2 separate regions of the Rattus norvegicus genome follow, and region 1 is linked to region 2. A link is a contact called in public Hi-C data. All regions are on one chromosome and are shown on one strand. Each heading gives the region's core, a stretch centred on a gene start, on an enhancer-like site or on the middle of the called end of the contact. The rest is flanking DNA. Distances are from core to core; before and after follow the strand shown. Region 1 holds the start of Map4k4 (mitogen-activated protein kinase kinase kinase kinase 4). Region 2 overlaps Creg2 (cellular repressor of E1A-stimulated genes 2).

Region 1 (4,355 bases), core at 881-3,380, 310 kb before region 2:
AGCCAGTTACCAGCCAGCTGCTCAGTGAGTTGCAACAGTCTTTTTCCAAAATTTTCCAAAGCCTTCCAAATTCAGTTGGACCCAGCAGGCAGTTAACGGGGCTCCCTTTCAAATTCAAAAATTTGGCCCAGGCCCCAACAGTTAACCAACAAAACATGCTAATTCACTTGAGATCACCTAAGAGCACTGACTCAGGCTCAGACCACAGGCCGGTCCACACCACCATCCAGGCCCTGTGGTGGGGGAAGGGAGAAGCTGGAACTGGGAGAAGCAATCAGAAGCACATAAACCCTATTCATAAAACAGAAAAGGGACAATAGAATCCACACTTAATTTGGCCTCAGAAAATGTCTACAGTCAGCTTCAACCACCACCCCCATTTTTAAGGAAACAATGACAATTCTTCATGGCGAGTCACAAAGCCCTCCTTCACAAGATATTTTTTTTTCCTTTGTAGCTCAACCTTGACCCAGTCCCAGTAACTAGAAAACTCCCCAAGCAAAGATAATTCCAGAAAACCATTTGCTAACAAGAAAGAAACCAGGAAAGAGAACTTAAAAGGGTTTTTTGCTTTGTTTGTTTTGTGTTTTTTTTTTTTGCTTTGTTCGTGTTTTTAAACACTTAGGAGCCTGAGCCCCACTTCTAGTTCTAGAACGAGCAAAACGGAATGAACAACAACAGTTAGCAACATCAGGGGCCAGCTACTCAGCACGAACTCACAGCTCCCTTAGTTTCCTTTGCAGCCTGGAGAGGAGGGTACATTTAAAGAAAGAGAAGGGGTGGTGGGTGTGAAGCAGGCATCCTGTCTACACCTTAGCTCTCTCTCCTCCTAGCCATCTCAATTACACAGCTGTCACACAGGTTATTCCTGGAATTCACATTTTATAATACCCACACTGTAATTCCTTCTGCTCCTGTGGCCCAAAAGCACACTCCTCTCGGCTTCCCCAAAATACTGTCCACCAGAAGAGGGTAAGAGCAGTTCCAGGTAAAGCCAATCTCCCCAAGTTAAATCCTTTTGGCAAGCACTCCCAAGGCATGATGACAATTCTCAAGAATCCCAAGGCAGTGGTTGAGTGTAATCATAGGCAAGGCCTGTCTACACTGAATCTTAATTCACATACAAATGCAAACGCATGGAGGCCAGATTTGGAGGAAAGGGGGATGGGGGGGGGGACCCTTCGGTCGCCCTCGAACACAAAATTCCTTTTCTATTTTGCTGAAGCTAAGTGCATGCCTAACAGTGTAGCTTATTTCCTTTATCTCAAAGCCAGGAAATGAGGTCTTTTAAGGCCAGTCTGAACACAGGCGAAAAACAAAAAGAAACAAGAAACAAGAAAAGCCAGGCGAAAACCCCTTTCTCAACTTTGGCCAGGCAGCACGGCCTGCAGTCAGCAGTGTTCCGTCACCCTTTCCCTCGTCCCCTAAGAAGTTTCTCCACGCCACGGGGAACAAAGGCGCCCCACACCGACCTTATAGACTTGTCCATAGGTGCCATTTCCAACCACTTCCACCAGCTCAAAAATCCCAGCAGGGTCCTGGGGAGAGAGGAGGGGGAGGTTATCATCTCAAAAGGGGGACCCCGACCGAGGAGGACGAGCGGGCGGAGGGAGGGATGCAGGGCGGTGACAAAGGCTCGCCCCGCCGGGTCCCCGGGAGCGCCGCGGAAGCCGCCCGCCCGCTCGCCCAGCAGACAAAGGGGCCGCCGCGCCCGCGGGTGTCCGTGTCCACCGCGGCGCGCAGGGCGCGGCCGCACTCACCCGCAGGGACGACAGGTCGATGTCCACCAAGCTTTTAGCCGGAGAGTCGTTCGCCATCTTCCCCGGGTCGCCGCCCCAAGAGCAGGCGAGCGAGCGAGCGACGGGCAGGGGCTCGGCGGCGCCGGGGCTCGGGCCGCACAAGCAGGCCGCCGCCGGCGCGGCGTGTCGTCTGGTCTGAGCGGAGCGCGGCGAGCGCGGGCCACGGGGCTCACACCATGGCGCGGCGGCCCTCCCTCGGCCCCCACCCACCCCCCGGGCGTCGCCCGCCGCCTCAGGCCCCGGCGCCCCGCGCGCGCGCGCCTGCACGAGCCGCCCGGAGCTGGGGCCGGAGAGCGCGGCGAGCGAGCAAGCGAACGCGAGGCCGCGAAACAAAGATGCCGCGGGAGGCGGGGGCGGGGGCGGGGACGCGGGGCACCGACCGGCGCCGCTGAGGAGGGGCGAGCGGCTCCCCCGCCCCCTCCGCCGGGAGAGCGGGTGGAACCCGGCCCTCGCCCTCGCTCGCCCGCCCGCGTGAATATTCAGCAGGGGTGGGGCTCGAACAATGGCGGGGCGGCCGGCCCTCGGCGGATGGCAGCCGGGCCCCGGGTGGGGCCGGGAGCCCTCGGGGCCTTCCCGGAGGAGGTGCGGGGCGCGGCGGAACGCCCCAGCCTCCGCTAACAATGACTGAGAGACTACGAGCGGCTCGGCGGCCCGGTGGACACCCACTCGCGCTGCTTGCCGGAGAGAGGGTGTGCCCGGGCGCGCTGGGTCCGGCCTCTGTCCTCTCCGCCGCCTACGGCCCGTCGGTCCCGAAGACCCTGGTTTCCTTCGCCCACCCACTCCCACCACGGTGTTTTTCTTTCCTTTCTCTTTTCCAGGCTCAGTTTGTGGCGTGGTTACTGTTGAAAGATTCACCGAGCATCACTTGATCGTCCGGGCGAATCCAAAACAGTCGCTGTGATTGCTCGCTGCTGTGTCCCCGAGCGCGTGTGGCCCACGGGCGGGCGGGAGGGCGAGCCCTCTGCTCCGATCTAAACCCGGACAATATCTGGAGATCACCACGGTCACCAAACAGGCTTCTTTCAGCACGCTACAGCAAGTCAGCTAGTCAATTCAAGTACTGTCCCTCTTCGGGACCAGCCAAAAACATGTTTAGTGGCTCGATAATACCTTACAGCTGGTGTTCTCAACAGTACCCCCAGAATAGCCAGGTAGTGTTGTAAGATCGCTGTAAAACTGCTTGACTCCCACATGTGGAAGGCCTAGAATAGGCCTATTAAGTTAACAGATGAAGCTAAGCTTGGTGTTCCAGGGCGCCCCCAAGATCAAAATCCACTCTGTTTCATGGGCCTTCTAATTGTCACTACTAACGTTCTGCACCTCTTTCCCTCCCCATACACTCATACACTGTTCTGATTTAAGCAGTACACACCTTATGGCCTCGAAGTAGAAAACCCCAAATACTACAAGTGATGTACTCAAACCCTAAAGACCCTAACCTAGGGAGGAGCAGGCGTTCTCACAACTTCAGCTTATACCCAGAGTTCATGTTGGCTGCCCCCCAGACAATGTCCAGCACTCTGCTGTTTAAGCTTTTCTTCTAAGATGTTTCTTAGGTGTTTCTTCTAAGATGTTTGACACGAGACTCTATTGTAAAGTGAAATTATCCCGATATCTCTTTATTAGGAAACACAGTAACAAAAATGTTTGTGAGTTTGTTAGCGCTTTTCTAGTTTGGCTTTGTTATTATTAATAATATAGTGACGTATGCCAACCATTTCATATGTGTTATCTTACTGTTCTTCACATTAACCTCCAGTGGTACTCTTAATTTTGCAGCTTTAGGCATCCGGAAATAAAATCTGAAGATTTACCTCTCCCACTGTGCACAGCTGATGGCTATACAGATACGGCAGCCTCCCCCCAGCTCTTCTACAGGTTAACATCAGACCTATGACATGGAGGCCCTTCCTCATACCACTTCTTCTTATCTATACGAATCCTCCCCCCCCCATCACTTCAGAACCACCACATCCAAATCCCCCCACAACCACCCATCCTAAGTTGCAGTGAGCAGGATCAGCAATGAAGCCGTTGTTTTCCATTTTCAAGGCAGTATCTATTATTAAAAGGGCAAGCCAGCGCCCAGGATATCTGAAAGAGCATTCCAATGTGTCCTCAGAGAACTTACAGCTAACAGCCATGGGGTGGTTTATAAATACCCACAATATAATATTGTAATTCCAGCCAGACAGAAGGGACACTAAACTGTGTTCTCTGAAAGTCTGCAGGATTTAGGGCAAAGCTGAACTGGGTTTAAACCCTGGCTCTATTATTTATCAATTGTGCAACCTTGCTCCCGCTGTCTAACCTCTCAGCCTATTTCCTCTTTGGTATTCCAGATAGAGGCAAGAGATAAGGAAGGCAAATAAGAAGCCAGAGCTGAAGCAGGAGCAGTGAGGGCTGTGACTAGGTCACAGGAGGGTAGATTCTCCAAAGACTTGAAACACGAAGGGATTCCAGAAAGCGGCATAGAGTCAAAGGGTAACCCCTCTACCTGTGGTTCAGAACTCTGCACTTGCTAACTAGGAGCAGAGGGAAAGATGGGGCTTGCTG
Region 2 (4,304 bases), core at 91-2,590:
GTCAGAGAGCGTTTCTCTCGGTGGCCCTGCAGACAGACTGCAATGACTTCCACAAATGGGCAAGGCCAGCTCACTGGCCACAGCTCCCTTCAGTAAGGCAAAACGGAGCTTTTCTCCATTTTTCCGAGAAACCAGTAAATAGAGTTAATGACCAAATTTCCCAAACCAGTTTCAGCTGTTGTGATATTTCCCTTCTGCCTTCTGCCATAGACCTTACGCTCCTACAAAGGAACCAGAGGTAACCTGATCTTATCCTGTTGGGCCATCTCCAGGTCCCAGCCTTCCAAAAGGAACAGTGCTGAGTCCCACCAAACCACTTCTTGTTTCTATTTTCTTCAGCACTTTGCAGTCTATAAAGTAAGTCTCCAGTACCTGGTTCACCGAAAACTGACTGCATTTGATAGAATTGAGAGTTGTCAGATTCTAGAAACACAAACGAGGGATGAAGATGGAGATCTTTAAACTAAAAGTAGTGTCGTCTTCTGGCAACCTTTGAGGCCAAAATTCTAGACTTTTTAAAACTTTTATTTTTAGAACTTATTCTTTTTTTTTAAGATTTATTTATTTTATGTATACAAGTACACTGTAGCTGTCTTCAGACCAGAAGAGAGCATCGGATCCCTTTACAGATGGTTGTGAGCCACCATGTGGTTGCTGGGAATTGAACTCAGGACCTCTGGGAGAGCAGTCCGTGCTCTTAACCGCTGAGCCATCTCTCCAGCCCTAGAACTTATTCTTAAATTGTTTGTGTGTGCGCGTGTGTATTAATCATTTTTTTTTTTTGGTTCTTTTTTTCGGAGCTGGGGATCGAACCCAGGGCCTTGCACTTCCTAGGCAAGTGCTCTACCACTGAGCTAAATCCCCAACCCATATTAATCATTTTTATTGCTTGTCCTATAGTGCCCTATATTTTGCAAAGTACCTGGTGGATATCCCTTATAAAGGCTCTCTCTCTCCAGACACTTTTATTGAAAGAGGAATAATTAGCTCAGAGTAAGAAGGAGTCTTCCCTGTCATGAATCAGACCAGCATAAAAGCAACAGGCAGCTCCAGCTGTGAGAGTGACTGGAAATCATAATCCTCTCAAGGTCACTGTGCAGCTGCTTGAGGTCACACAAAAGCCATTTGGAGCTGATTTGCTTTCTGGAGACGGGGAAAACTTCCTCCTCACATCCTAACGTGTCAGAAACGTCTCCAACCAATTGGCTTCACCTATGCCTGGGGGTTCTGAGTCTTTGATCTGGAAGTTTTCCCACACAGGGGCAGCATCCAGATGAGCTCCTATACAACCCTAACAGCCTTCCTGCTTCTCAGGCCCAGACACAGTCTTGCATCTGGCTTGTAGGTGAGACTCTCACAGGAGGCCTGTTTACCTTAAGGCAGTGGTTCTCAGTCTTCCTCAAAGGGCCTGAGACCCCTTTGGAAAACTTCTATTTCCAAAAATATTTATATTACAATTCATATAAGTAGCAAAATTACTGTTAGGAAGTGGAAACGGAATAACTTTATGGCTGGGGCAGAGGAGTCACTACAACAACACGAAGGTCGCAGCATTAGGAAAGTTAAGAGCCACCGCCTTAAGGGCATCGAACGTAGCCCGGTTTAATTTTTACCCACATGCCTCTTTTCCCCAAAGAACACCCTAACCTATTTCTGGTAGCCTGCCCAGTAGTTCCACTGATCCACGCTCTCCTGATTTAAAGTGCCCTGTGGCATTTCGCTATGTCAGCACAGTGACCCCACAAGTCCAACACCATAACCGTGGCAAATCCACCCTGCTCCCTAGTCCCCAGAGGGGCTAATGACCCACACAGCTGTGATGAGCACACACACGGATCTTAAAAGCAGAGTGAATGGCTGGGGCAGCCGTGCCTTTAATCTCAGCAATGGGGAAGCAGGTGCAGGTGGATATCTGGGAGTTTAAGACCAGCCTGGGCTACATAGTGAGACCCTATCTCAAAAAAGGAAAACAGGAAGAGGGAGGAAGAGGAGGGGGAAGAGGAGGAAGAAGAGGAAGAGATCTAGAAGAGGTTGTTTACCTAAATTCAAAAACAGACAAATAGAGTCTTTATTTTCCAACAGGGAATGCAGCCAAATGACGCATAATCCAGACCCGGTGGTCTATTCCTCCTCAGGAGACCATGATAGCTAAATGCTTTACATCACTGATGGAGCTAACATTCCAGGCCTTCTTGCGTGGCCATGAGACAGTCTTTAGTGATGTAATATATTGATTTAATACCATCAAAAGTTTGGGAATGCCCCACAATGACAATTTCCAATTTCTCTGCTTAGGTAATAGACTGGGTTCCATTGCTTTAGTTATCTGCTGCCCTGATCCAGATTACCTACACACACCCCAAATTAGGTACTTAAAACAACACACATAAGCCCGGCATGGCAGTATATGCCTGTAGTCCTAGCTCTCAGAAGGCAGAGAGAGGCAGGAGGATGGCAGGTTGAGACAAGTATAAGAGACACAATGAAAGATTGTCTCAAATGACCAGGAGCAAGCAAAAATCCACCACTATCTCACTTAACTTCAGAGACTGGGAACGTTACCTATGTAGATGGCACTGGCTTTGGACAGCTCAATCCTGCTCCTGAAGATCCGACACCCTCTCTTTCCTCCTCAGGTACTGCACTCATGTGCACCACACACACACACACATCAACACATTTGAAAAGTAGAACCAGATACAATATCACATGCCTGTAGTATCAGCTCCTGGGAGGCAGGGAAATCACGTGAGCCTGGGAGTCTGAGATCAGTCTAGGCAGCATAGTGTGACTTAGCTCTTAAAAATAGACGAAGAGGGATTTTGAGCGTAAATCAATGGAAGAGCATGGGAAGAATAAATAGTGTATACATATCCACCTACCCATGGGATGAATAAATATTGTTTAAGTGTTCATCTAACCAAGCAATCTACAGAGTCAATGCAGTCCCTGTGACAATATCAAAAGCCGAGCTATTTTTAAATAATGTGAAAATTATTGTAGAGACACCTATAATAGAAACCACTCGCTGTTATTGTAACCAAAGGAAAACTGTCACCAAGGAAAACTGTATTTGTATCCGTGTGTGACAGACGTTCGGATACAACTTCCTCAGAGTCAAAATAGGATCCACTGCGCCAAGGGTGGCGGCAGTGAAAAAGACACGAGGAGACATGAGGGAGGGTTTGTTCACGTGTACTGAGGAGAGTAGCCATCTGGAAAGGCTGTGCCAGAAGCACCTCTTGAACAAAGGACACCGCAGCCTCATACAAGGCCCTGTAGCACACAAACGGGCCAACCTTTGACTGACACCATGCCACAAATCCAAGGATTCAAGACATCTAATGTAATCCTTCCTGTCTTTTAAAACTTCCTTTTGCCTTAGCCTTGGAACACACAATGGCTCACCGTGGCACAGACCCGTGCACGTGTGCTTGCACACACACATACACACACACACACACACACGCACACACACGCACGCACACACATGCTGCTTGTCTCTTTTTTTTTGCCCATAATTTAGTTACCTTATTCCAAATTTGTAGTAACACATAACATTTGTACATTAACCTTTGCTCCAATCTCTCTTAATCTTAAGTGTGTATTAACATATTTTAAAGTGTTCAACATCAGCTAGTGACATTTCCGGTTTCTTCTTCAGAGGGCAATTAGTTACTGGTCTCTGTGATGAACCTGACAAAACAGAAAAAAGGAAGGAAGAGGGAGGGAGGGAAGAAGGAGGAAGCAAGGAAGGAGGAAGGAAGGAAGGGAGGGAGGGAGGGAGGGAGGGGGGAGGGAGGAAGGAAGGAAGGGAGGGAGGGAGGGAGGGAGGGAGGGGGGAGGGAGGAAGGAAGGAAGGAAGGGAGGGAGGGAGGGAGGGAGGGAGGGAGGGAGGGAGGGGGGAGGGAGGAAGGAAGGAAGGAAGGGAGGGAGGGAGGGAGGGAGGGAGGGAGGGAGGGAGGAGGGAAGGGTTTATTTCAGTTGTAGGTCCAGAGGACATGATCCCTCATGTGGTGGTAAGAGAATGTGGCTGGTTATATTAACTCCACAGTCAAGAGGCTGGGAAAGATGGCCACCAATACTCCCCTAGCTCTCTCCCTTTTATACTAAGAGGGACTCCAGCCCATGGGTGGCACCGCTGATTTTTATGGTGGAGTCTTCCAACCTCAGTTAGCTTAACCCAGACATTCTTTCACAGACACACCCAGACACTTGTTTCCTTGAGGATTCTCGATCCTGTGAGATTGATAATCAAGAGTGATTACCACAATGAGAGATACTAATCTCCCCTTAGGGGACGC

The links. A called contact is a pair of places that touch in the nucleus more often than the background predicts.
Region 1: a Hi-C map of kidney shows a contact between it and region 2, with 3 times the contacts expected there. The contact joins the promoter of Map4k4 here to the enhancer-like site in region 2. A contact is called at or near these places in 3 of 12 Hi-C or Micro-C datasets (the A7r5 cell line, kidney and liver).

The regions. Positions count from the first base shown.
Region 1 is chr9:49,694,475-49,698,829 of GRCr8, reverse strand. Map4k4 (mitogen-activated protein kinase kinase kinase kinase 4) reads right to left here and starts at 2,130. Exons shown (of 32, transcript NM_001401996.1): 1 at 1,761-2,130; 2 at 1,473-1,538. The coding sequence starts at 1,817.
Region 2 is chr9:49,385,012-49,389,315 of GRCr8, reverse strand. All of the region lies in intron 2 of Creg2 (cellular repressor of E1A-stimulated genes 2), which reads left to right. Among named protein-coding and RNA genes, the nearest start is that of Rnf149, 37 kb to the right of the region's middle. Within about 2 kb of position 1,340, at least 2 of the 93 cell types and tissues checked have an H3K27ac peak or open chromatin away from gene starts, as enhancers often do. A contact at or near this core is called in kidney and liver, where this site is marked.